Regions from separate parts of the Sus scrofa genome. Here region 1 is linked to region 2. Evidence: chromatin contacts called from public HiChIP or PLAC-seq data. All regions are on one chromosome and are shown on one strand. Each heading gives the region's core, a stretch centred on a gene start, on an enhancer-like site or on the middle of the called end of the contact. The rest is flanking DNA. Distances are from core to core; before and after follow the strand shown. Region 1 holds the start of SCAF11 (protein SCAF11). Region 2 holds the start of ARID2 (AT-rich interactive domain-containing protein 2).

What was found. HiChIP or PLAC-seq counts read pairs in DNA pulled down with a chosen protein or histone mark.
Region 1: an H3K27ac HiChIP or PLAC-seq map of alveolar macrophages shows a contact between it and region 2. The contact joins the promoter of SCAF11 here to the promoter of ARID2 in region 2. A contact is called at or near these places in 2 of 5 promoter capture datasets (fetal liver and liver), 19 of 47 Hi-C or Micro-C datasets (alveolar macrophages, blood, embryonic fibroblasts and 10 more) and 2 of 2 datasets of contacts at active chromatin or transcription factors (alveolar macrophages and skeletal muscle).

What each region holds. Positions count from the first base shown.
Region 1 is chr5:76,874,477-76,880,125 of Sscrofa11.1, forward strand. It overlaps SCAF11 (protein SCAF11), which reads right to left and starts at 2,175. Exons shown (of 15, transcript XM_021092989.1): 1 at 1,913-2,175.
Region 2 is chr5:76,633,918-76,640,004 of Sscrofa11.1, forward strand. ARID2 (AT-rich interactive domain-containing protein 2) reads left to right here and starts at 3,468. Exons shown (of 22, transcript XM_021092987.1): 1 at 3,468-3,904; 2 at 4,019-4,112; 3 at 5,183-5,280. The coding sequence starts at 3,813.

The DNA of each region.
Region 1 (5,649 bases), core at 925-3,424, 240 kb after region 2:
ACAGCACAACTTTAAAGAAAACTGCCTAAGTATTGGTTAGTATCCAAAGGATTATGGGGAAGCTGAGTGACCCCTAAAGAGTTTCAATCTCCTGGACCCCCATTACCACCACCTAAAGGCATACAAAAAAATTCCCCTTAAAAATTTCTCCATGACACATGTTTCAGGCAGCATATTTAGGAACAATTTCCATTTTCTTTCACAGATTTCTTCCCCCTTAACATACTGAAGAATGTCTTTACAGAACAGTACATGAGTACCCTTGGAGTAAGCAGACATCCAAATCTTACACGGCCAAAATGTGAAGATGTACTCAAATTCTCAGGCAACAAAAGGTCACTATCTGAATGTAAAACTATATACTTGTAAGACCAAAATACATTATAGCAAAAAAGTGCAGTTACAATAAGCAGGGCTAATATTAAATAAATCCTTCACATTGCATAAACAAAACATAAATTCCAATTATCTTTGATAAAATAGTATCATGCAAAAAGAAATCCAGAACAATTTAAAAATTTCAATTCTTATGGACAGTAAGTTAAAACAAGAAAAACGAAAGTCCCATAAACTTTTAATTTCAGCTCTCAGCCAACAGCAAAAAAAAAAAAAAAAAAAAAAAAAAAAAAGATTAAGCCAACTGCCGAACAGGAAAGAGAAAGCAATGGTCTGGAAAGACACTTGATTATGTATCAAAATTTTAATGCCAACAAAACACAAAAACTAGCAGTTATTTTAAGAATGTGTTTCAAAATCCTGCGACTGAGGTTAAGTAGTAATATGCATGAATTAGCTTTTCTTTTAAAATGAAGAAACACCTTTTAAATACGCTTTTTCCAATATTCAGTTAATTTCCAAAACTGCAAAAATTTAAGAACAGCCTGTACTAGCCAAAGCATTATATTAAAAACTTTTTGGTCAGTTTGGCCTAAAAAATCTTAGCTCACAGATAGTATGATAAAGATGTCAAAATGAAAGCCAAAATGAATGAAAAAAGCTCAACTCGTAGGCACTATACGTAATACGGCACAGAAACACTTTGAGGATATTTTAAAATTCCACATTTGAATCTGAATGCTTTAATCAACTACTCCAAATCAGGCGCTTACTTTAACACAATTTTTCAAAATACGGGGGGTTGGGGGGGGGGCAAGACAGACATCCATTTGTAAGCAGCGTCTTTAAAGATTCAAAATTCCTTGTATCTGAGGAGGGACGCCTGATGGAGCTAAGTTTAGATCTCCTGGCCCTTTTGTTGTCAGCCCAGGAAACTGGTTTAGAAATTGGGGGTGGAAGAAGAGTTTGAAATTCAGGGCACGGGGTGACGCGGGTGCTCACAAGTGCGGGCTCTGCCCTGGTCGCGCACTCCGAGAGGTCACGGCGCAGTAAAGTTTGGTTTCACAAGCGAGCTTGGACGCTACCGACAAAAGCAAAGTCTCGCAAGTCAAGCGGGCGCGGGGGTCGGGGAGCGCCCGGAAGCCCAGCAGGACACGTTTCCACCGCGGGGAGGGGGGTGTCCGTGTGGCGACTCCGTCGCCGAGCCTCTAACCTCAACCCATTCCCCCAGGACCCCCGGGCGGGGACTGGTTCCGCCGACGGGAGGCGGGTAGGCCACAAGAAGGAAATGGGACGGGGTACCGACAGCGAGGCGGCGGCGGCCCAAGCGCGGCCTCCCTCGCCGGGTGGCGAGAGGCAAGGGGGGCCTTGCCCGCCGCAACCTCCCCCGCCTCCAGAGGCAGCTCCAACTTTCCTCCGAGCGCAGGACGCCGCCTGGGCCGCGCGGGATTCCGAAACTTTGTGCGCCCTCCCGCGTCGCCCCGGGCCCGCTCCCCCGCCCTGCGCCGGCGCGTAACCCCCACCCCGCCCGAGAGCGGCCCGCGCCAGTCCACCCCTGGGGTCGGCCGGTGTTTACCTCAGGCCGAGGTCGAGGCGCGGGGATTCCGGCGGCGGCCCCAATGCAGGTCCCTAGGTCCCCGTCACGCCGCCGCCAAGTTCCCCAACATGGACTCCTTCGTCCGCTTTCAGGTGTTCCGGGGGCCGCTGGGGCGCCGGCTCTGCTGGCTGGGGCGGGTGGCGGCGGCGAAGCAGGGAGCGGACCCGGGCTGCGCTGCTCCGCGCGTCTTGCGCCACCGCTGCTCCCCCTCCCCCGCTCCTCGCCGGGCCTCCTCCCTCCCCGTTCCGCGCGTCCCCTTCCCCCTCCCTCCCGCTCTGCTCCTCTCAGCTCAGCGGCGCCTCCACTGGTCGACGCGCTACGGTGGCGACGGCGGCGGCGGCGGCGGCGGCAGCGGCAGCAGGACGGTCGGCGCTTTCCCAACTCATTTGCTCGCTCTAGCCCTGCGAGCAAGGTCGCAGCAATCAACCGGACCGCAGGGGGGCGCTGGCAAACCACCCTTTGCGCCAGAGGAACGTGACGGGCGGAGTCACGTCCCGTGGCCTGCGAGCGGGAGGGAAAACAGCGGCTAGTGGCTTCTGGGAAACATTCTCAGTGCCCGGCTCTCCCCCCACGCCGCGGGCCCTGCGCATGCGCCGTGCGTGGAGCGCCGCTGCTGGCTCTGCTTTGGCAGCGGTACCGGGTAAGCTGTTTGAAACACAATGAAGTAGGCTCTTGGGGACCTGGACGTGCGGGGGTTTGCGCGGCATTTGCTATCCTCTCTTTATGGTAATCTGATATGAAGAGTGTTTGTTGTTTGGCTTTGGGTTGAGTGTTCACCCAGCAGCATTGCCCACCTGAACCGCATCTTGCGGGGAGGCTGAAGTGGCCAGAACTCGTTAGCCCACCTCTTCCCTCCAGGTGGGCTTTTTAAACAGGCCTAGGGGAGAAGTTTCCCACGTGACTCATCAAACTTAGGCATAGCCCCGTGTCTTAATTCCCACAACAAAAAATTAAACTTGATGATCCACTCGTTGGTTGATAGTGACAGGTAATGATTCACTCCAGCAAGTGTCCGAGTCCGCCTAACGGAACATGTGTGCCACTCCTTCTCCCTCCGGTCGTCAAATCTTTTGTTTTACCTCCAAAATACCTTTCAGACTTTTTTAAAGTCACTCTTTACCCGCATAGTTTCTCCCGGACAGTTTCCTCACGGCTCCTGACTGCTCTTCCTGCCCTCAGTGTCCACCCCTCTTCTACCAGCAGGTCCTGGCAGCGCCCCCCGCCCTGTCCACGCCACTGTCCTGCCATCACCCCCCAACCCCCGCACCGTGTGCTGGAGCTCTTCCCGGGCCGCCCCACCTACTTGGCTCACCCAAGTTTCAGCTGTAGCCACCTTGCCACTCACACTTTTTCGTGTCGTCTGCCCCCTTCCTTTATGTCCTCATTGCCCAGGATGACTTTTTCCTCCTCACTTTCTCGGGACCCTGCCGAATGGGCACCCCTCTGCCTCTCTCCTCCGAGGTAGCTGGTTGCCATGACCCTCCTCACTTCTCTGGCTCCCCCATCTTGTGCCTCGTGTTTGGTCTGTTGAGGGTCAGTCTCACACTGTGAGCACTGGGACAATGTCTTAATACCTTCTTAATAACAGCTCCTGGCACAGTGCCTGTTACTCAATTAAGGACTTGGTAAATAGTTGCTGAAGGAGTGTATGAATGGCAGGCTTGTCTCTCTTTTTGTAATTTATTATTTTTAAAATTTTATTGGCATGTAGTTGATTTGCAATGTTGTTGCAATGTTGTCTCTATTTTCAAAGTGAGGTTTTTTACAATGTATAGTTTTTGATATAAGCTTTGGGAATTTAAATGGGCTTTACCGTGTTTGGGTATTTGAAAGAATGATAATCTAGAGAAGTTTATAGCAGTACATTATAAAGAATATGATAAAGAATGACTTAAGAAAACTTTGCTTAAGAAATTATATGATATAACCAGATCAACAAGCATTGTTAGGAGCCATTCAACTGAATACAATGAGAATGTCACCAAGCTTTGTGGTATAATTACATATATATATATATATATATATATAATCCTCACCCTAGAAAATCCAACTTCTTGGAGTATAACTCCAGATAGAGACTTCTAGTGTGCCATTCTTTTATGTAAAAATTTATGTACGAATATCTTTACATACTTGTTTTTGGGGAAAATGTTCTCTCTTAAAAATTAATCAAAGGTCAAATGATAACGTTTGCCAAATAAAAAAAACTGTAAATGGAGTTCCTGTCGTGGTGCAGTGGTTAACAAATCCGACTAGGAACCAGGAGGTTGCGGGTTCAATCCCTGCCCTTGCTCAGTGGGTTAAGGATCTGGCGTTGCCGTGAGCTGTGGTGTAGGTTGCAGACTTGGCTCAGATCCCTCGTTGCTGCAGCTCTGGTGTAGGCCAGGGGCTACAGCTCCAATTAGACCCCTAGCTGGGAACCTCCATATGCCACAGGAAGCAGCCGTAGAAAAGGCAAAAAAAGACAAAAAATTTTAAAAAAATTTTTTTTAATTTTAAAAACTATAATTTTTTTTTTTTTTTTTGGTCTTTTTAGGACCATACCTGAGACATATGGAAGTTCCCAGGCTAGGGGTCGAATCAGAGCTACAGCTGCTAGCCTACACCACAGCCACAGCAATGTGGAATCGAAGCCATGTCTGTGACCTACACCTTAGCTCCTGCCAATGCTGAATCTTTAACCCTCTGAGTGAGCCAGGGATCGAACCTGCATCCTCATGGATGCTAGTTGGGTTCTTAACTTGCTGAGCCACAACAGGAACTCCAAACTATAATTTTTAATTAACAATAATAGTATACCATTTCAGCAAAACTGAACAACACAAATCTTTTGATATATTTATTCACCAGCAGAAGATAAAATTTTCACTTTCTTACACTTGGCCTCCAGGTTTATCTGTGTTATTAACAGCAGAAGATCTGTCTCTAATTTTTAACTAATTAGAAAAAGACTGGGAAGAATAAACTACTGATGGAAATAAGAAAAAACCAATTTTCCTGGTAGTTGCTCCATGGTTTCGTTTGCTGCAGTGGGTTAACGATCCGTGAGCTGTGGTATAGGTGCGTGCAGTGGATCTGAGTTGCTGTGGTTTGGCGTAGGTGGCACAGCTTGACCCTGCTGGCTCCATATGCTGGGCGGTAGAGACAGGAAGACCTCATAGTCATATGCTGGTTTCTGCTTTATGTGTGGTAGAGGGTGGTGATTTTTGTCACTGTATATGTCTGTATATGCAGCATCTAATATTTACATGATGAGTTATATCCTGTATCTATATTTACAATCGACTAGGAACATGAGGTTGCAGGTTCGATCCCTGACTTGCTCAGTGGGTAACGATCGGGCGTTGCCGTGAGCTGTGGTGTAGGTTGCAGATGCGGCTCGGATCCCGCGTTGCTGTGCCTCTGGAGTAGGCCGGTGGCTACAGCTCCGATTCAACCCCTAGCCTGGGAACCTCCATATGCCGCGGGAGCGGCCCAAGAAATAGCAACAACAGCAACAACAAAAAGACAAAAAGACAAAAAAAGACAAAAAAAAAAACAAAAAAAAAACAAAGGGAGTTCCTACTGTGGCACAGCAGGTTAAGGATCTGGCATTGTCTCTGTGGCAGCATGGGTTCAATCCCCAGCCTGGTGCAGTGAGTTAAGGATCCATTGTTGCTGTTTCAGTGGTTAGGTCACAGCTGCTGCTTGGATTCAGTTGCTGGCCCGGGAACTTC
Region 2 (6,087 bases), core at 2,218-4,717:
GCACTAGGGAGGAAATCTGTGGGTCAAAATCAACATAAAGAAAACACCTCAAAAAAAAAAAAAAGTCATGCAAGACAAATGACTTGTAATTGACAAAACATTTGAAATAAATTATTCGTTTAATGCATACTTAAGGTTCTAAACGAATCTTTTCCTTCCTTAAAACTTTACAATCCTCCTACAAGCAAATACCGTTGACAGTTTACTTTGTCTTACATTTTACTAGTCTGGGGGAAATCGAACCAGGTAGTAATCTGATAAACATCAAGCTTGATGTTTTTGTTTCCTTTTGACTAGAGTATATCCAAAGAGTTATGATTTTAAATTCTATCCATCAGATATCCTTTAGGACTCCATTTTGAAGATGACAACTTCTGCAGAAAAATAATTATTTTCCTTTTTTCCCTCAGAGTGAATTCTCCCACTACATACCACATTAAAGAAAAAATTTTTAAAGGCATCAAAACGTTAGAATCCCATCCAGGTCTCTAGCCTTTGATATCTGTACTGCGAAGCAAAACACACTATTGCATACACATGTGTCTATGCACACACACAGACAGCAAATAGTCAGTGGCTTAAAAGTGACATCCTCTGCTTGAAAAATAAAAATATAAAACGTCACCCCTCCATTCTGCCCCTCGAATTAAAAAAAATAAGGCAACTAGGTTTGCCCACCACAGAGATAGCCGAAAAAACCTTCTAACGTTTAACCTGAGACAGTTAAAACATACAGCCCTAGGTCCCGACTCGGACGACTTAAATTTCAGGGTACGTGCCTTCGTTCCCACTCCTGCCCCATCAGCACCAACCAGGGCCCGGGTCCCGACGGCGACCACACTGCGCGCCGGGGCTGCGGGAATCCTTGAGTACCGCCGGCTCTGGGCAACCAGCTTCCGGCAACCGGACTCCCGGCCGACTGCGAGTCCCCGGAGCAGGGACATTTGGAGCTCCCCAAACCCGCGACTCTTGGCGAGAGGAACCGGCGGAGCTGTGGACTCTGGCATTTAAAAACTACCGAAAAGTCTCGCTGCACAAGTGGTGCGGCGCAGGCCGCCGCTGCCGCTCCGCGTCGCCCGGTCCCTGTCCCGTTGGAGCGGGCCTGGCGGCCCAGGCGACCCTCCTACGAGATCGCGGTCAGCTGCCGGCAGCGTGGAAGAGAAACCAGAGCCACGGAAACGCCGCGGCAAGTCCCCGGAGCAGTCAGCCGCAGCTTTCTCCTCTCTCCTTAGTTACAAGTACCCCAGCAGCTTCGGGCGCTTCCTTCGAGAAAACGAAAACAGTGAAAAAGCGTGGAGGTGGTAGGAGTCGCTGACATTTTCCGTCGAAGGAGATCCCCTCGGTTCCATCCTTAAGCAGGATTTCCAAACTCGGATGCTTCCTCAGCGGAGGTATTCCATGTTGACAGATCTCTCGCCTCCCACAAAATGGGGCTGAGGAGGCGGCCGCTGTCTCCTCTATGGGCGCCGCCATTTTGTGAGGCGGCGGCGCGGCGGCAGGAGCCCGGGGTGTGTGTAATGGTTGAATAGAATGACCCCCTCTAGGGAATCCCCGGCGCTGACAGTTACGTAAGGGGCTGTGCGCAAGTGCGGCGTTCAGGGAATCCGCACAGCTCGGGCCTCGCAGCTCTGCGGCCCACATCTCCACCATCCCTAAGCGGACCGGTGGGGGAAGGGACAGATGACCTGGTCTCCCTCCTGCCCCGCCCCCCCTCGCCTCCGGCCCCGGCCCGGCTCCTACACTCCCCCAGCCTGGGTCTCCGCCCCTCCCTGGCTTCCGAGGCACTTACTGGCCCTTCGGTGTCAGGAACTTCCCAGCCATAGCCTTATTATAACCGACCCCATTTAAGAGACAAACTTTCCTTGCGAAATAAATCCGTTTCCTAGAGTAAGCACCGGAAGCGTGCTGGGCTATATTACATAATTCTTTTCACCACCAAGTACATGTTCTCATTGGAATCACTACCTGAAATAACCCATCCAGACCTTTACTGGCCTGTGTCCTTGGTTGTCGGTGACTTTGCCCGTAGTGGCCGTCACAGAAATGGGAATGATAATAGGCTTCACACGTCGTGGAGCTTAATTAACATTTGTAGCAAAGGGCTGACTCCAGCTGCTGGTAGATGCAAACTTGTAGTATTTGTTGAGGTGTTGAGTCTCCCATCTAAGCAGCCTTTTTTTTTTTTTTTTTTTTTTTTTGAGCTTCAAAGAAAAAATATTTGGAACTAAGGTCGCATGTGAGACATTTCAGAGAAAGCAAAAATTAAAGGTTTTAGTCAATAGTGGTTTAAAGCGCACTATCTTTAAGATACCTTAATATAAAAACAAATGTTAATTATTATCGTCAAAGTTCAAAAGATTGCTTCCCAACCAGTTTAATTACTGTTTGCATAACTCAGCACAGAATAATCTAGTTTGAGACGTGAAGCCAAAGGGAAGATGAATTAAGAGCATGACTCTATTTCTACAGAACTAGGACAGTTCACATTGTATTTCATTTACAGTTCGCTAAAGTTAGTTTGTGGATAATTCATGGAAAATGTGCTAACCAGGCCCCCAAATACCAGCACAAGGCTCAGAAAAGCCGATTCTCTTAGACCTTAAAAAAAAAAAAAAAAAAAAAAAAAAGATTGACAGATTGACTTTATTCTGATCAGTGAAAAGATGCGGAGCGTGAGGAGCTGCCCCTCTGGGCTTCCTTTCGCTCCCGAGCGCCACACAGGTTCTGTCGGGCGGGCGGGGACTCCAATGGGCCCTTCCAACAGCCGGGCCGGGGACGCGAACATCGCCTCCACCCCTAACCCTGGAACAACCGGTAGTGGCCGTTTCCCCGCGCCTCCCCCCTTTCCGCCGGCTTTGTGTGCGTGTGAAATGTGCGGCACATTGCAGATGAACCCTAAGCCCGGCGAGCCGAGTCTATTGTTCCCCGCGAGGAGCAGCCGGGGCGGTGTGGAGCCAGGCGCAGTGCCGCGGCCGGCCCTCGGGGGTCGCTGTGCGGCGCTGGCTGCCCGGCTGTGGCGGCGCTGGAGCCGGCAGAGAGGGAGGCTGGCGGGGAGGGAAGCAGGCGGGTGGCGCGCAGCGGCTCGGCTGCCGCCGGTGCCTTCTGCCCGGGGACGCCCCGGCCGCGAGGCCGCGCGTGAATGTGTGCGAGGGCCCAGCGGAGCTGCGGCCGGAATACACGCTGTCACCCCGCTTTCCACAAACCACCACACAGACCTCCCCCTCCCCACCCCCAGCCCCGCCTGCCCCAGCCCCGCCGCCGCCGCCGCCGTCGCCGCCGCCGCGGCTGCCGAAACTCCCGGGCCTCCGGCCGCCCCGGCCCCTCACCGTCAGCTCGCCTTTCCCCTGGCCTGTTCGCGCGTCCCCGGCAGCAGCACCATGTTGAATCGCGTCCCCGGGCCGAGCCGCCTGGGCCGGCGGCGCTGAGAGGCGGGCGAGAGCCGGGCCGCGGGGAGGGAGGGAAGGAAGGGGTGGGGGCCGCGCTCGCCCCGCGGCTTCGCGCGGATCCGGCAGTCGCCTGCCCCTCTAGTTTCGCTCCGATTTCTTTAAACTTTTTTAGAAATTCCCCTCCCTCCTTCCCTCCTCTCCCCCTGGCCTCCTGCTCCCTCCTTCCCCTCCTCCTCCTCCTCCTCCCCCTCCCTCCCTCCCTCCCTGCGCCGCCGCCGCCGCCGCCGCCGCCACCGCCGGCCCATGACTGAGCCCCGCCGCCGCCGGCCGAGGAATGGGCTCCGGGCTCTGGTAGGAAGCGCAGGGAGCGGGGGGCGCTTTTAAAACACCGATCTGGGTTTTTTAAAAACCTCCTTTGAAAAAATAATGGCAAACTCGACGGGGAAGGCGCCTCCGGACGAGCGGAGAAAGGGACTCGCTTTCCTGGACGAGCTGCGGCAGTTCCACCACAGCAGAGGGTGAGAGCAGAACCGGGGGGGCAGCGCCGGGGCGAGCCGGGGCGAACAGGGCTCTCCCGCCCGGGCCGGCGCGGGGTCCCGGCTGACAAGTGCGGGGCTTTCTCTCTCCCGCAGGTCGCCTTTTAAAAAAATCCCTGCGGTGGGTGGGAAGGAGCTGGATCTTCACGGTCTCTACACCAGAGTCACTACTTTAGGCGGATTCGCGAAGGTGAGTGGAAGTTTTAATTTGTATTTCCCTCTCGCTGGCCTCCTCCAAAAAGTCTCCTTTGACCCCGGAGTGGGCGCTCGGGGCTGGGGGGGTGGCCCGCGGGGGCCAGAGGCGTTCTTTTCGCTCCCAGCCGGTGGCACGGAGGCGGACGGCGGCGGGGCTGTTTTTGGCCTGGTGGCTCGCGTGCGCGCGGCGGGCGCGGGGCTCGGCGGGCGGGCGGCCCGGCGCCGGCTCGCGCCCTGCCCGGTGCCCGGCCGGCCCGGCGGGGTCTGAGCGCCGCAGCGGGGAGTGCGGGCGTGCGGGGCGCCCGCCCGAGCCCCGCGCCCGCCCCGCGCCCGCGCCCGCCCGCCCGCTCGCTCGCGAGTCAGCTCTGCCGCCGCTGCCGCTCTAGCACAGGCGGAGACACAGAGACACACAGACTCTGAGAGCAGTTTTCGTGCAACTCAAAATTAGCGCGGGCAGGTTTAACATCGATAATCGGCTGCGAAATGATCCCGGCAGCCGGGGGCACAGCCTCGGCCCCGTCGCCCTCGGTTTATACAGCTAACAAAAGAAACCAGGACCTGTCTCCAAATAGCCATCTTAGGCTTCAAGGCTAGGCAGAAGCTGTAGGCCTCAAAGAAGGGCCTATGGAGATGGATAGATCTGGGAGAGGGATCGGAATCGGCCCCGGCCCCGGCCCCCCCAGAACCTGCGGACGTCGCTGTCCGGAACAGTATTGATCCTTTTGAACTTTTTTTTTTTAGTGTAAACGGACCGCGTTGAGATTTAAAAGGGGGCGACAGAGGGACTTGCGATTGGTTATTGTCCGGGCTTCAAAAACAAAACAAACCCACCAACACCCCCCCCCGCCCCCCAAACAAAACAAGTGCTGTTAAATACAGGGCTCTTGGGTGAAAACCCAGTGATTCAAGCAGCCCTTGCTCAGTTACTCTTACGGATCGAGCCGAATCACCCACTGATGCCTGAGGTATCTCCACATCTCTGTAGAATGGGTATTTATTTCATAGTTAGGTTAGAGTTTTCTTGGATTGTGCACTCTCAGACAAGTGTGGCTGTGTTTTTAACAGGTTTCTGAGAAGAATCAGTGGGGAGAAATTGTTGAAGAGTTCAACTTTCCCAGAAGTTGTTCTAACGCTGCCTTTGCTTTAAAACAGTATTACTTGCGGTGAGTAGTAGTGACTCTTCCAACAGTGTTTGGAAATAAGGGACTTATGGGGAGATTTTTTTAAGGAAAAAAAAAAAAGAGAAGAAAGCCCCAAACCAGAAGCAAGCCTTGCTCACCAATTTCTAAACGTCTGTTAATTTCAGCCTGAGAAACATTAAATATCAATAAAGTGAGGTTGTAGGAAGGTGAAAGTTTTCCTTTCCTATTTTAGGATTGTTTACATTTTTCATACAGAATCATTACAGGTGACACCCCACCCCCATTCTTGGTAAACATTCTTTTGTGACATTGTTATTGATTGCTTGATATCCACAGAGGGGCAGAAAGGTGATGCTTAGTAAAAGAGTTAAGATAGTTAATGAAACTTTGTATCCCTTGGGAAATTTTTTCTTTGTTTTGGAAACTCTTTTGCCCTTTTAAATTCTGACTTTAAGATTTTTAAAAAATGAAACTTTTATGTGTGTGGAACCGTGTCACTGAGTAATTTTTCAGTAGAATGTTTCTGCATAGCGTAACATGTTGGTGCTTTAAGTGACCCGGGTTGTTTTTAGAATTTGGGGGGGGGATTTTTGAGTGACTTAAAAACGTTTAAAAGGATTATTGTTTATTTAGGAAGATCAGGGATACTACAAAATGGAAGACTATGATTTGGGTTTTCGTTCATTCTCTCCCCTCTTTTTTGACTGTTTGACGAAGTAAATTTCTTACTCAGTTGGCATGTGATACAGTTTAGATAATCTATTTTGTAATTAAGTTTTAATATTTTCTTTCAGTTTTTCTCCTAGGAATATTTTCATATTGTCTTAT